Regions from separate parts of the Mus musculus genome. Here region 1 is linked to region 2. The links are chromatin contacts, called in public HiChIP or PLAC-seq maps. All regions are on one chromosome and are shown on one strand. The core of a region is the stretch at or near the end of the contact, and the rest is flanking DNA. Distances in the headings are between cores, read along the strand shown.

What was found. HiChIP or PLAC-seq counts read pairs in DNA pulled down with a chosen protein or histone mark.
Region 1: an H3K27ac HiChIP or PLAC-seq map of heart atrium shows a contact between it and region 2, with 10 read pairs. The contact joins two enhancer-like sites. A contact is called at or near these places in 2 of 15 datasets of contacts at CTCF or cohesin (the NIH/3T3 cell line and pro-B cells), 6 of 484 Hi-C or Micro-C datasets (bone marrow-derived DN2 thymocytes, embryonic fibroblasts, hematopoietic stem cells and 2 more), 9 of 115 datasets of contacts at active chromatin or transcription factors (T-cell acute lymphoblastic leukemia, astrocytes, differentiating embryonic stem cells and 6 more) and 3 of 9 other capture datasets (embryonic stem cells, embryonic tail and embryonic trunk).

Annotation. Positions count from the first base shown.
Region 1 is chr4:98,106,060-98,111,292 of GRCm38.p6, forward strand. It overlaps Nfia (nuclear factor I/A), which reads left to right. Exons shown (of 11, transcript NM_010905.3): 11 at 5,159-5,233. The coding sequence ends at 5,176. Among named protein-coding and RNA genes, the nearest start is that of Gm34784, 17 kb to the right of the region's middle. Within about 2 kb of position 3,157, at least 126 of the 459 cell types and tissues checked have an H3K27ac peak or open chromatin away from gene starts, as enhancers often do. A contact at or near this core is called in astrocytes and heart atrium, where this site is marked.
Region 2 is chr4:97,837,196-97,843,054 of GRCm38.p6, forward strand. All of the region lies in intron 2 of Nfia (nuclear factor I/A), which reads left to right. Gm19417 (a long non-coding RNA gene) reads right to left here. Exons shown (of 2, transcript XR_376437.4): 2 at 3,645-5,859. Among named protein-coding and RNA genes, the nearest start is that of Gm19417, 29 kb to the right of the region's middle. Within about 2 kb of position 2,751, at least 56 of the 459 cell types and tissues checked have an H3K27ac peak or open chromatin away from gene starts, as enhancers often do. A contact at or near this core is called in astrocytes and heart atrium, where this site is marked.

The DNA.
Region 1 (5,233 bases), core at 1,907-4,406, 270 kb after region 2:
TGATGTGTTGGAGGGGAGCTTCCTGTATTTTTGTGTTTCCGTTTATATGTGTAAATGTCCTTAAATAACCCACCTTGCCTGGAGAGGAAAGCTAAGCGTCACACCCACTTCTGGATTCCACATTAACAACCTCCTTCCGTGCAGTGTTAAACTTTGCCCCGAAGGGCCTTTTGTTCAACTTTTTAATTTGAAAAACAGATTTTGCTGTCACAGCCCAGCCTGCCCTCCACAGCATGCGTGCGCTCACACACACACACACACACACACACACACACACTGTCTCTCTGTCTTTCTGTCTCTGTCTGTCTCTGTCTCTCTCTCTCCCAAAGTGAAATATCTCAGATCTACTTCTTTTCTGTTTTTAAAATGTATGCCCTGCCCGCTGCGTAGAAAGGGAGACTGTAAGAAAAAGTTGCGTGTGTTAGAATATTGGCAGTTGAGAAGGAAGGTGAGTCCCTTGACTTCATCACCTGTCTCCAGTAGACTCTGGACCAACTCCATTTTGTAAGGCACAAGAGAAGGACCAGCCTGCCACTGTCACAGTGCGGGCTGCCATCTCAGCCCTCTTGTTTAGGATACAGTGGGACGGAGGCTGTTTATGGTTCGTAAATCCTGACTACTGTGAGCATTCCAGAATCCCCACAGAATGGGGCTGGAACTTTCATGGAGCTGTAAATTAAGGGGCGGGAAGTGTGATAAAACTCCTAAGAGAACCGCGCTGCAATGGTTAAATGAAATTTTATAAGCACGTCGCTGGGCGCGGAGCTGTTTTGCATTACATGAGTTGAATACCTTAGAGACACCACATCTGCAGGCACTTTATTAAATCCTGAGTCAGCACTTTCCAACCTGATGAGATTACTTCTCCATCTGACCAGCTAGAAGGAAAGCTGAGCTCTCGGACTGCAGATTTCTTTTGATGTTTCACCTTGAACACTGAAAGAGGACGGGTTCCCCCTCCCACCCCTGGTTCATCCCAAACTGTGGACATTGAGAATGTAACTGGCTAATTTCTTGAAACTAGAGCCTTTGAGGGAGTGTGGATTTATGGGCCACCAAATCAACTGTGGTTGAATGTTCCTGCTGGGGGAGGGGCAATAGATCAAAGCCCAGTGTTTACTGCCTCAATGTAAATGTATCAAGATAACATCCTCTGATGCAGTACTGTAATATTGCCACTCTCGGCAGATAAGGGACAGGGATTCCTTTGTAGTCGCCTGGATACAGTAGGGCAGATTAAGGGCCTATAAAGTATGAAGGCAGAGGCCATATGAAACCCAAGCAGATGTCAGACGTGAGGATGATTTCCTGACTCTCCCTCCACAGATGAGTTTTGCTTCTCGTGTCAGTATCTTCCCAATGACTTGATTCAATCCAAGTATTTCCCAGATTTTCTCAGATCCCTCTCGCTCTCTGTTCTCCTGTCCCAAGAAGAAAGATGCCGAATCCTCCTTTAGTGAGTGCTCTCAGACTTGCTGCGTTTTCAAGTAACGAGATTAAAGGGAAATGCCACAGCAAAGGAGCCTTTCCTCCTATTGCCTTACCCGGCTGAGGCGATTGGCAGTTCTCAGAAGTTTAGGAAAATCCAGGAGCACCTCTGTGTGGGCGGTTGTCACACCTGTCACCACCAGTGTCTTCAACTACAAACTGACAGATAGAAAACTTGGCAAAATGGAGTAATTTCTTATTGCTTACAACTGTTTCTCTACTATATTTCTGCAGATCGTTTACTAAGAGACCTCATTCAAAAAAACAGAAAGAAAGAAAGAAAGAAAGAAAGAGAGAAAGAAAGAGAGAGAGAGAGAGAGAGAAGTTCGTGTGTGGTTCCCCCTAACTGACTTCCCATTCTGGAAGCCCTTGGTCAAGTAGCTGGGTTAATTGTCATGAAGATTAGTGAGATGTTGAAATAAGTACTAATGGTCAAATTACAGGAGTGAAAAGTGGGAGAATAGGTTTTGGTTTGGACCTGAAAGGGTTAATTAAGGTTTTTTCACGGGTTATTAAAGACCCCCAACCCCTGCCTTAGGAGTCATATTGACAGCCCACCACAGGGCAGCTCAGCTCCTCTATTGACATGTTGCTGGTAGGAGCACAATAGCCCCAGTATCTGCAAATCATTGCTAAAATCATCTCAAGGAAAAAAAAGTTCCCAAGCTTTAACATTAGACAAAAGCCCGGGAGTTGCAGTGTGCAGCTCAAAAACCCAGAGTCAGCAACTTCTATTGATTAAAAACTAACCTTTAAAGTAACTCTGAGAGCGTGTGGTTAGCATTTAAATTTAAACATGTCGTGAGTTGATTTGTGTTACTGAATACCAACTCAGAAGGAGTAACATTCACAGTGCGGTTTTTTTTTCTTTCTTTCTTTCTTTTTTTTTTTTTTTTCTAACTCCCTTAAGCAGCTAAAGTATTTCATGAAATGTCAAAAGGGCAGAAAGAAAAAGGGGAGGGGCCAATGCGGGGCCTCATCGTTTTCTTTCCCAGGCAAATATTCACCCCCCAAAAGAAAAGTGTGGAGAGCGAAACACAATAATTAGTCCTTTGTCTAACTTTCTCAAATGCCAAAGAAAGACAGATTAATTAAATATACAACAGTGTTGGTTTTTGGAGCGGGGGTCTAGCTTGCTGGGTAGGTCATAAATTAGGCAGAATAAATACTTCAGTGTGTTTGCAGTGGGCCTGCTACGTCAGAGCCACTGGAAGGTTGGTGGGAGGAGAGTGGCGGGTTTCTTGCTAATGATAGTCACGTCTGGGTCTGTCTGGTTGCTAAGAGCAACCAGACATGATGTAACACCAGGATGAACTTGAACTTGGGGGACTTGAAAAGAGAACAATAGCCCAGAGCAATCAATAAAGCCTATTTCAGTGAAGGGTTACAGAGCTGCTCTGGGGTAACCTTGTGGGCGAGGCACACACTGAATAGTAAGATGTGTGAAGAAACTTTTTTTTTCTTTGCTTTGCTTTGCTTTGCTTTGCTTTGCTTTGCTTTGCTTTGCTTTGCTTTGCTTTGCTTTGCTTTGCTTTGCTTTGCTTTGCTTTGCTTTGCTTTGCTTTGCTTTGCTTTGCTTTGCTTTTTAGCAGAAGTATGTACAGGGCACTGCTGATTTTTGTAATGTCCTGAATGCAGAAACTACGGGACGGAAAACTGCTCCCCCTGGTGACTCGCCAGGTCCCAGGCCTTTGCTTCAGGACTGCCACACTGAAGAAGTCCAGAATTTCACAACTGCCTTAGAAAGCATGCAAACAGATTGGGAACAGCACTTACCACTCAGTTTGAGACTGTTCTGTATAAGAGCAGATATGGAAAGTGGATCTGCGTCAGAGATCAGGAGAAACTTAACGCAGACACGGTTTGCGGTCTGCTTCCCTCCCCTTTCCTTCTTACTGATCTTTCTTTTGTCCACTTAGATTTAGGCCATGCATACTTGCCAGGGTGATTTCTTTTCCAGATATAAGCAGCTTTATTGGGTTCTCCGAAGCGCATGGTCAGAGAGTAAAAGTCTACAGGATGAGTAGTTTTGTGGTTTGAGCTAGGAGTTTTTGTTTTGTTTTGTTTTGTTATAAGCGCCTTTGGAAATCAAAGGTACCTTGTGTGACCAGGAAATTTTACACCATGCCTCCATGGAGCTATCACTTAGCTATTTATCCCTGGGATCAAAGGAGTCCCGACTTTCCCCTAATTGAATCTCCCCGACAAGAGTGAGCTTTAGCCCTCACCTCCGGAATCAGTTCCGACTGACTCAAACCCTGGTGATGTTTTCAATGCAGAACTCACAGCCTCGAAGCTGGTAGGTTTTCTGATGAAAATACTGAATTCTTCAGAATACTTAGAAGAAAGTTGGCAAAAAAAAAAAAAAAAAGTCATACAATTTTTAGCCTCACTTGAGTTTTGAGATTGGTCTATAGTTGCTCATTTTGTTAAGCGAACTCTCTGTGTTGACAAAGAATGTTTCTGAAAGGGACATAAGACTGGCTCCACAGCTGGCAGAAAGCTCCAAGGGCACATTGAGTAGACAGAAACATGAACGAGAACTACAGTGGTTTCATTTCCCCATGAACACAATGGTGCTTCATAAGGTGCCATCTTATTTTATTATGTATCTTTTCTAAGAAAAGAATTTTAAATATATGCCATTGAAAGGATTTGCACCTGGCCGGGCAGTGGTGGCGAATGCCTTTAATCCCAGCACTTGGGAGGCAGAGGCAGGTGGATTTCTGAGTTCAAGGCCAGCCTTGTCTATGAAGTGAGTTCCAGGACAGCCAGGTCTATACAGAGAAACCCTGTCTCGGAAAGAAAAAAAGAGAGAAAGAGAGAAAGAGAGAAAGAGAGAGAGAGAGAGAGAGAGAGAGAAAGAGAAAGAAAGAGGAGGGGAGGGGAGGAGAGGGGAGGGGAGGGGAGAGGAGGGGAGAGGAGGGGAGAAGAGGGGAGAGGAGGGGAGGGGAGGGGAGAGGAGGGGAGGGAAGAAAGGATTTGCACCCATCATGAGGAGCAAGGGGAGAGGCCAGTCTGACTTCCCACCCCCCACCCCCTCCCAGGTCACCAGTGAGTTTTCCACCAGACCTTTCTGTTTTAACTGCTATCATGGGCCACCTACAGAATGTTGTGTTTGTACATTTAGCACCTGTCCTTAGCACCTACACCTCACTGAGAAATATATTGAGAAAGTCATGGAAATAGCTATTTGCTGCAGCCCCAAGCTCACACTTCAGCCACTCCATCGAATTTGCTTGTCTTTCTTGAGCCCTCCCAGGCATTAAGCTAGGTACTAATAAGATAGCCAGGTTCCTTGCCCTCTTCTAATTGGCTCACTACAGGGTTACAAAACCTGCCATGTGACCAGAAAGACGGCACCTGGTAAGATATATGCAAAGCATTGGCAAAGCCCACAAAGGCAATGAATTTTAATGTCAGAGGAATAAGATAAATTTCAGTGGCTTGGGATTTACTGTCATCCCTCGACCACATGAACTCCCAAGGTAAATTCTGATCCCATGGTTAAAAGAGCAACTTTCAAAATAGTTTTACAATATTGAATGCTTTTTGTTTTTGTGCACTGGATCACTGTGGGCCTTGCTCATACTAGCCAAGAGCTACCCACGAGCCACTACACCCAGCACTACACCTGCATTTTAATTAGACTTTTCTTTTTGTCTTCCAGTCCTGGTACCTGGGATAAAAGTTGCAGCATCCCACCATCCTCCAGACAGACCACCTGACCCCTTCTCAACTCTGT
Region 2 (5,859 bases), core at 1,501-4,000:
GTGAGGGATCACTGTTGCCAAGCCCTTACAATGTCTGGACCTGCATCCCCAGGAACTTCATCCACATCTCCACCTTTTACCGTCTAACCACAACAAACTGCTTTTTATCTTTTGATCCCTCCTCAAAACCTCTGTATTTTTATTCTTCTGCTTCAAAGGACACTCTCCTAATATATTGGATGTGGTTAATTCCTACTGTTTTTTTTTTTTTTTACTTAGCACCTGGTGGGAGAGTGTTCAGGGGGTGTTATGGTGGGGGTCTTCTTGAAGGCCTGCTGTATGAACTTTGGGAAGCTACAGGAAGTTACTAACTGTGATACAAAATTGATGTTTCTAGACCTTTTTGGAGAGTGTGGGTTATCTTCATCATTTATATATGCATCTCATAATTGTAGTGCACTTTTTATTTGGAAATGGAAAAAGCACAGTTTCCCAGTAACTTGGAAAAGAAAGTCAGCTGCAGGTTCCCTCTGTGTATAGAATACACTGAGCTGAATCTCAGGTGAAGGAGCTCTCTGGGAAAGTTACCTTCCTTCCGTGTACATTATCCTACATTTCCTACTTAGGCAAGAAATAAAAGGGAGGCCCCACTGTTCCCTTTCTAATTGAGTTTAGGAAGGTATGGCTAGATAGTAGGATATAGTAGGAAGATGTGGTAGGGTCTCAGGAAATAGTTTCTGTGGATGAAAAAGGAGGTTCCTTCCTCTTTTTGCCTTCTAACAATCACAAATCAACCTCTAGTGTCTCACTGCTGCTCTCTTCCTTTGTGGCTGGACGTGCTTCACCTCGGTCTCCACTTGGCACTTGGTAAAACTAGATTCATCTGGTACCTGGCTTCTTACTGGTATAAGCTCTGTTATCCATGGGAAATGCTTAGAAAAATATAAGGCAGAGGAAGGGCTAGCCAGCCAAATTCATAGGCAGCAAACAGGTTCACTCCGAAACCAACAAGGTGGTATGGAAGACAGCAAAAACTAGCCGAACCTCTGTTATCCTTTTCTTGAAGTAGGCTGGACCAGGTTTTCAGTCTTCTGGTGATGACAATTTGATGCTGGGAGGTTACTTACCTTCCCCTCTGTAGCTTTCGAATATGTATAGTTGGGGGTGGGAATGTACTATTAATTTTTAGGGTGGTTTGGCAGTTAGAAATTATTTTACATATGCCCAGTCTCTACCTGATGTAGAGTGTATGTTAGTTATCATTTTATCATTGCTGCAGTGATACTGTCATAGGGTACAGCAGCTTTTAGGCAACCACTGAAGGTCAGGGGCTTCTCTGGTTCGATTTAGACTCCTCCATACGTCTTCAAAGGAAAATTTCTCTTTCCCCTTGGGGAGAAATTAACCTACGGTACAAAGGGAGTTGAGAGTCTGCGCTCTGCTTTCTGAGTGTTTCAGAGATGGCCAGAAGTTGATACCAGTCACTGGAAAGCCACTAGGCAACATGAACGCCATGGTCAGGGTGATAGAACATGGGGCCTTGGCCTGCTCCCAGGGCTCAGCCTCTGCTCCCTGAGCCTCTCATTTCCTAAGTCCCTTTCTGTCCTGAGTTCTGCCCCTGTTCCCTCGGGCCCAGCACAGCAGACCAAAGGGCTTTCTTGGCCATCCAGCTGCTTTAGGTTCAGTGGAATCCTTCCTGATCAGTGGGGGGTTAGTACAGTGGCCCTGCTTGGGTTCAGTTAGTGCAATGGCCTTGTACTAACTGGTCTTGTTGCTCCAAGAAATGTTAGCAAAGCAGTGCCTGGACCTTGGACTATGCTTCATGTTTGACCTTTGGTGGCATCTTTTTGTGAGCCAGCACACCTGGCTAAATGTCTTTCAACTCCGAAATTATGCCGAGTGGAAGTATTTTGAATAAATGTAAACAGAGAAGGAATTTTGCCTGCAAACTTTAGAATTCTCATCTCACTTGGCTGTAGTAACTGCTTATTACAGTAGGCTTCTTTGTGGTTGATGATAATAAACAAGGAATGGATTTCCAACAGAAATTTCCCCCAGTCTTCCCTAGGGCATCTGAAGTGCCTTTTTTCTCCTGTGGGCTCCAGAGTCATGGGCAGTGTTGAACAATTAGCCCAGAGGGAAGCCCTGGAAACAGTTGGTCCCTCAAGGCTTGGGAAGTCACAAAGGCTGTGCTGGCAAGGGGGAGGAGGGAGGGATGATGTGGGGGCTGGGGGGGGGTACTCAGAGGTAGTGAGAGGGGTGGGGGTGGGTTGTTTCCCAGATAGTTTTCAAAGAACAGAGGTTGGTGTGCTTTGCTGTGGGCCCCGAGAACAGTGCAAGTCTGCTTCAAATTCTTCTTTGTCTTTATCTGGTACTTTCTCTAGCACATTCCTTTTGGCTTAACAAAGTGTCTTCCTTTCCTGTTTCATGGTCATTGATAACAAGAGCTTGAAGGCTTTTTGCTTCCAGGCTCTGCATGGAGTGGAAAGAGGAACACATAGGAGGGGGACTTGCCATCTTAGAGATGTTTCCCCATTTTTATCACACAAGGGGAAAGCTGTCCAGTGTGCAGAGAGGACCCAGGTTTTCATTTTAGTCTAGGGGGTGATTGATTGCCTTTCTTTCAAGGGCCTGATGGAGGAGGTCAGAGTCTTAGAAAGGGAAGAAGCCAGGGAAAGGGAAAGAAGAAAGAGTGAGATTTATGGCCTCCTGCATCACGGCTTTTATGTCGCATAACTATTCCCAACACTGGAAGTTCATGACACGCTCGCTGAGAAACAGCTCTGGAGTACAGAGCAGTGATCTGCATGCAAAGAGGAAATTACACAGTCCAGCCTCTGCTCTGCCTGCTGCAGAGAGCACACTCAGCCCGTGATGGACACAGGTTCCAGTGGCTGCTGGGCATGAGCTGGACCACCCAGCACCACTTACACTGTGCACAGGGTGGCTGGCGATGCTGTTTATAAAGCATTGTTTCAGCAAACAGACTTTGCTGTTGCTCCTTCTGCATCTGCCCTCTTCACTCCCAATGTGGAAGCCTTGGGCATCTCATGCCAAAGAACACTGCACTAATAGAGCCTCTGCCTCCACCCCTACCTTTGATAATTGAAGATCTTTTAAAATGTTTTTGTCTTCCATTTTTTATTCCATATGGGCCCTTAGGTAACATGACCCAGTGTGGCCATTAAATGGCCCTGCTTACAGTTGGATTGCTGGGTACAAAGCAAATTTATGGTTGTTTATTCTCTCCTCCTATCAGCTATTAGTGCCTAATCATATGGTCTATCGATCATGAGATTAATCGCCTGCCCATAGAGGCAGCGGGTCTTGTGGAATGCTTCCCTGCGCCAGAATGAACTTCAACCTTTTATACAAACTGGAAGAGTCAGAACCATCATTCACTGCCTGGAGCCCCAGGAGGTAAATCCCTGCTTCTCCAAGCAGTGTTCTCTTCACTTCCTTCCCTTGTGTAAAACTTCAACTCATTGATTCAGACACACACAGAGCCTTTCTGAGGCACCCTATACACAATGACATAAGCTGCAAATACGTGGGCTTTATTACACGAGGCCCACAGTCTGCATAATTAAAGATCTCTCTGCACTCCTATTATAAATTCTCATTTTGCAAGATTTATAGCTGGGCTTTTAAATTTTTCTCAAGCTAAGACTTTCTAAGAGTGTTATGATCAGAGGTCTATTTTCTTTTTTTTTTTTTATGAAATGTGTTTCTTTGAAGATATAAAAAGCAAACTCTAGAAACCCCGTCATAGAGGTGTCAGCACACAGAGGTTAGCCATGTAAAGAGTAGGTACTCTGTACCCTAGAGTGGCTTTGCTGACCTTTGTCCCTCTGCAGTTATGAGGGCCAGAAGCCCTGTGGTGTCCTGCCGTGTCTGGATGTCCTGCTCTGTCTCTATAACTCCAAGGAGGAGGAGGCTGGGATCATACGCCATTGATCTTTTCCCAGCCTTGCTTTTACTTAGCCTAGCTTTCTCAGTGTGAGTCCTGAGTTTGTTCAGTGAATGACCCTCAGCAGGGACTAGGAGACTTGCTTCTTTGTGTTGACACTGCCCTTGAAGGCAAGGGTGTACACGTTTAGGTGACACTCTGCAGTCTCTGAAGACAAGTTCCCTGCTAACAAAATGACTATACATTCTGGGCTGGTCACTGGTGTTCTGTGGGTTAAATGCTACTAGAATAGTGCCTTCAAATGTTTGATTGGAACATGTCAATGGAGTTTGCCATGACCTCACTGCTCCCTATTAGTCACAGTGTCATCACAGAGTATCAGCAGCCTGCTTTATCTCACCTACGCCATCCTCAAGCACTTATGATTTCTTCCGGTATTTTCCTATAACATGATCCTTGGTTACTAGGGTTTGAAGTCTGATATTTGGGCTACTAAGTGATGCCTCTGGCTGTTACTTTAACCCTCTGTTCCAGTCCTGTTATTCTCAAGAATCTCAGCTATTATTATTTTTTGTTTCATTTTGTGTTTTGTGGCCCAGATAAACAGCAATGGATGATTAATTTGTTTTCTCCCTTTGAAGTAAATAAGTATGTATAGTTGAATACACTGAGCCATTGTACAGAAGGTGAAATGGTTTTGTGTGACTAGTTGGTTGATAGTTTAGCTTGTGTGATTGCTTGGTGGGTCAGTGTGGAGGTCCTGTTTGAGGTTTTGATATGCTAAAAATAGCTCCCAGATCTTTCTGACTTTTCCCACTTGTGGTGTTTGTAGGCTTAGCGTAAAGTTTACTCTTTCACACGCTGTTGGAGTCCTTGTCTGTCTACACTTGCTCCTTCTTATTTCGCAACTTCCTTTCACTGGTGCTGTGCTGCAGCCTCCCGTACAACCTGTCTCTTGCTGTGGTAAGATGAAGGGAACTCTCTCATGTGAGTTTACTCAGAAGCCTGATAGCTGTAGTTTCCTTCTATAGTCAAGAGCATTTTGAAGGATTTGCTCTAAAACAGTGGTTCTAAACCTGCAGGTCGTGGCCACTTTGAAGGGTTGAATGACCCTTTCACCGGGGTCACCTAAGACCATCAGAGAACACAGACATTTACATTAAAATTCAAAATAGTACCAAATTACAGTTATGAAGTAGCAACAAGAATAATTTTATGGCTGGGGTCACCATAACACGAGGAACTGTTTTATTTTAAAGGGCCACAGCATTAGGAAGGCAGAGAAGCTCTGCTCTAAAGGACGGGAAGTCAGTATGATACACGATCCTCTCTTTTGGCTCAACTCAAATCTATTGAACTCAGGTTACTTGTGAATATTTTAACTTGCACATTTAAATGCATACATTTAAACAAAGCCCATTAAAGATCTGTACTGTAGAAGTAGTCTGTGTATAAACTACCTTTTAATTGAAGCTTGTCCTATCATGCTTAAATAATACAAAAGTAAAAGCTTTTGAAGATGGCAGGCCAGTTGGTCCCCATGGTTGCATGAATAGTTTGGGCTCTGGGGTTGGACTGGCTTACCCAGTCTGTCAGTTATGAATATGTTGAGAATACCTGGCAGAACCCTTGATGTCCTTGCCTATAAAATGGGATAATACTTTGTTCCGAGGAATAAATGAAAATGACTTAAACAGAGGACATACAGGCCATGGAATAAATAATGAATATTCATCATCATTTAGCTAGAATTTAATGAAGCTCTATTTCTGAGCTTGGAGGCTTTTCTTTCCTGACCATAGCCAGTTCACCATACCTTGGGAAAACTGGTGGTGCACTGATGTTAGCATACTGATACCAAACTAAGTCTGGATCAACATGGCACACTATAGCCCAGAATCCCTGGACTCAAGCAATCCTCCTGCCTCAGTTTATCAATTAGCTGTGATTATGAGTGTGTCCCACTATGCCCAGTGAGATTTTTCATTTAAAGAGCATGAATGTATATC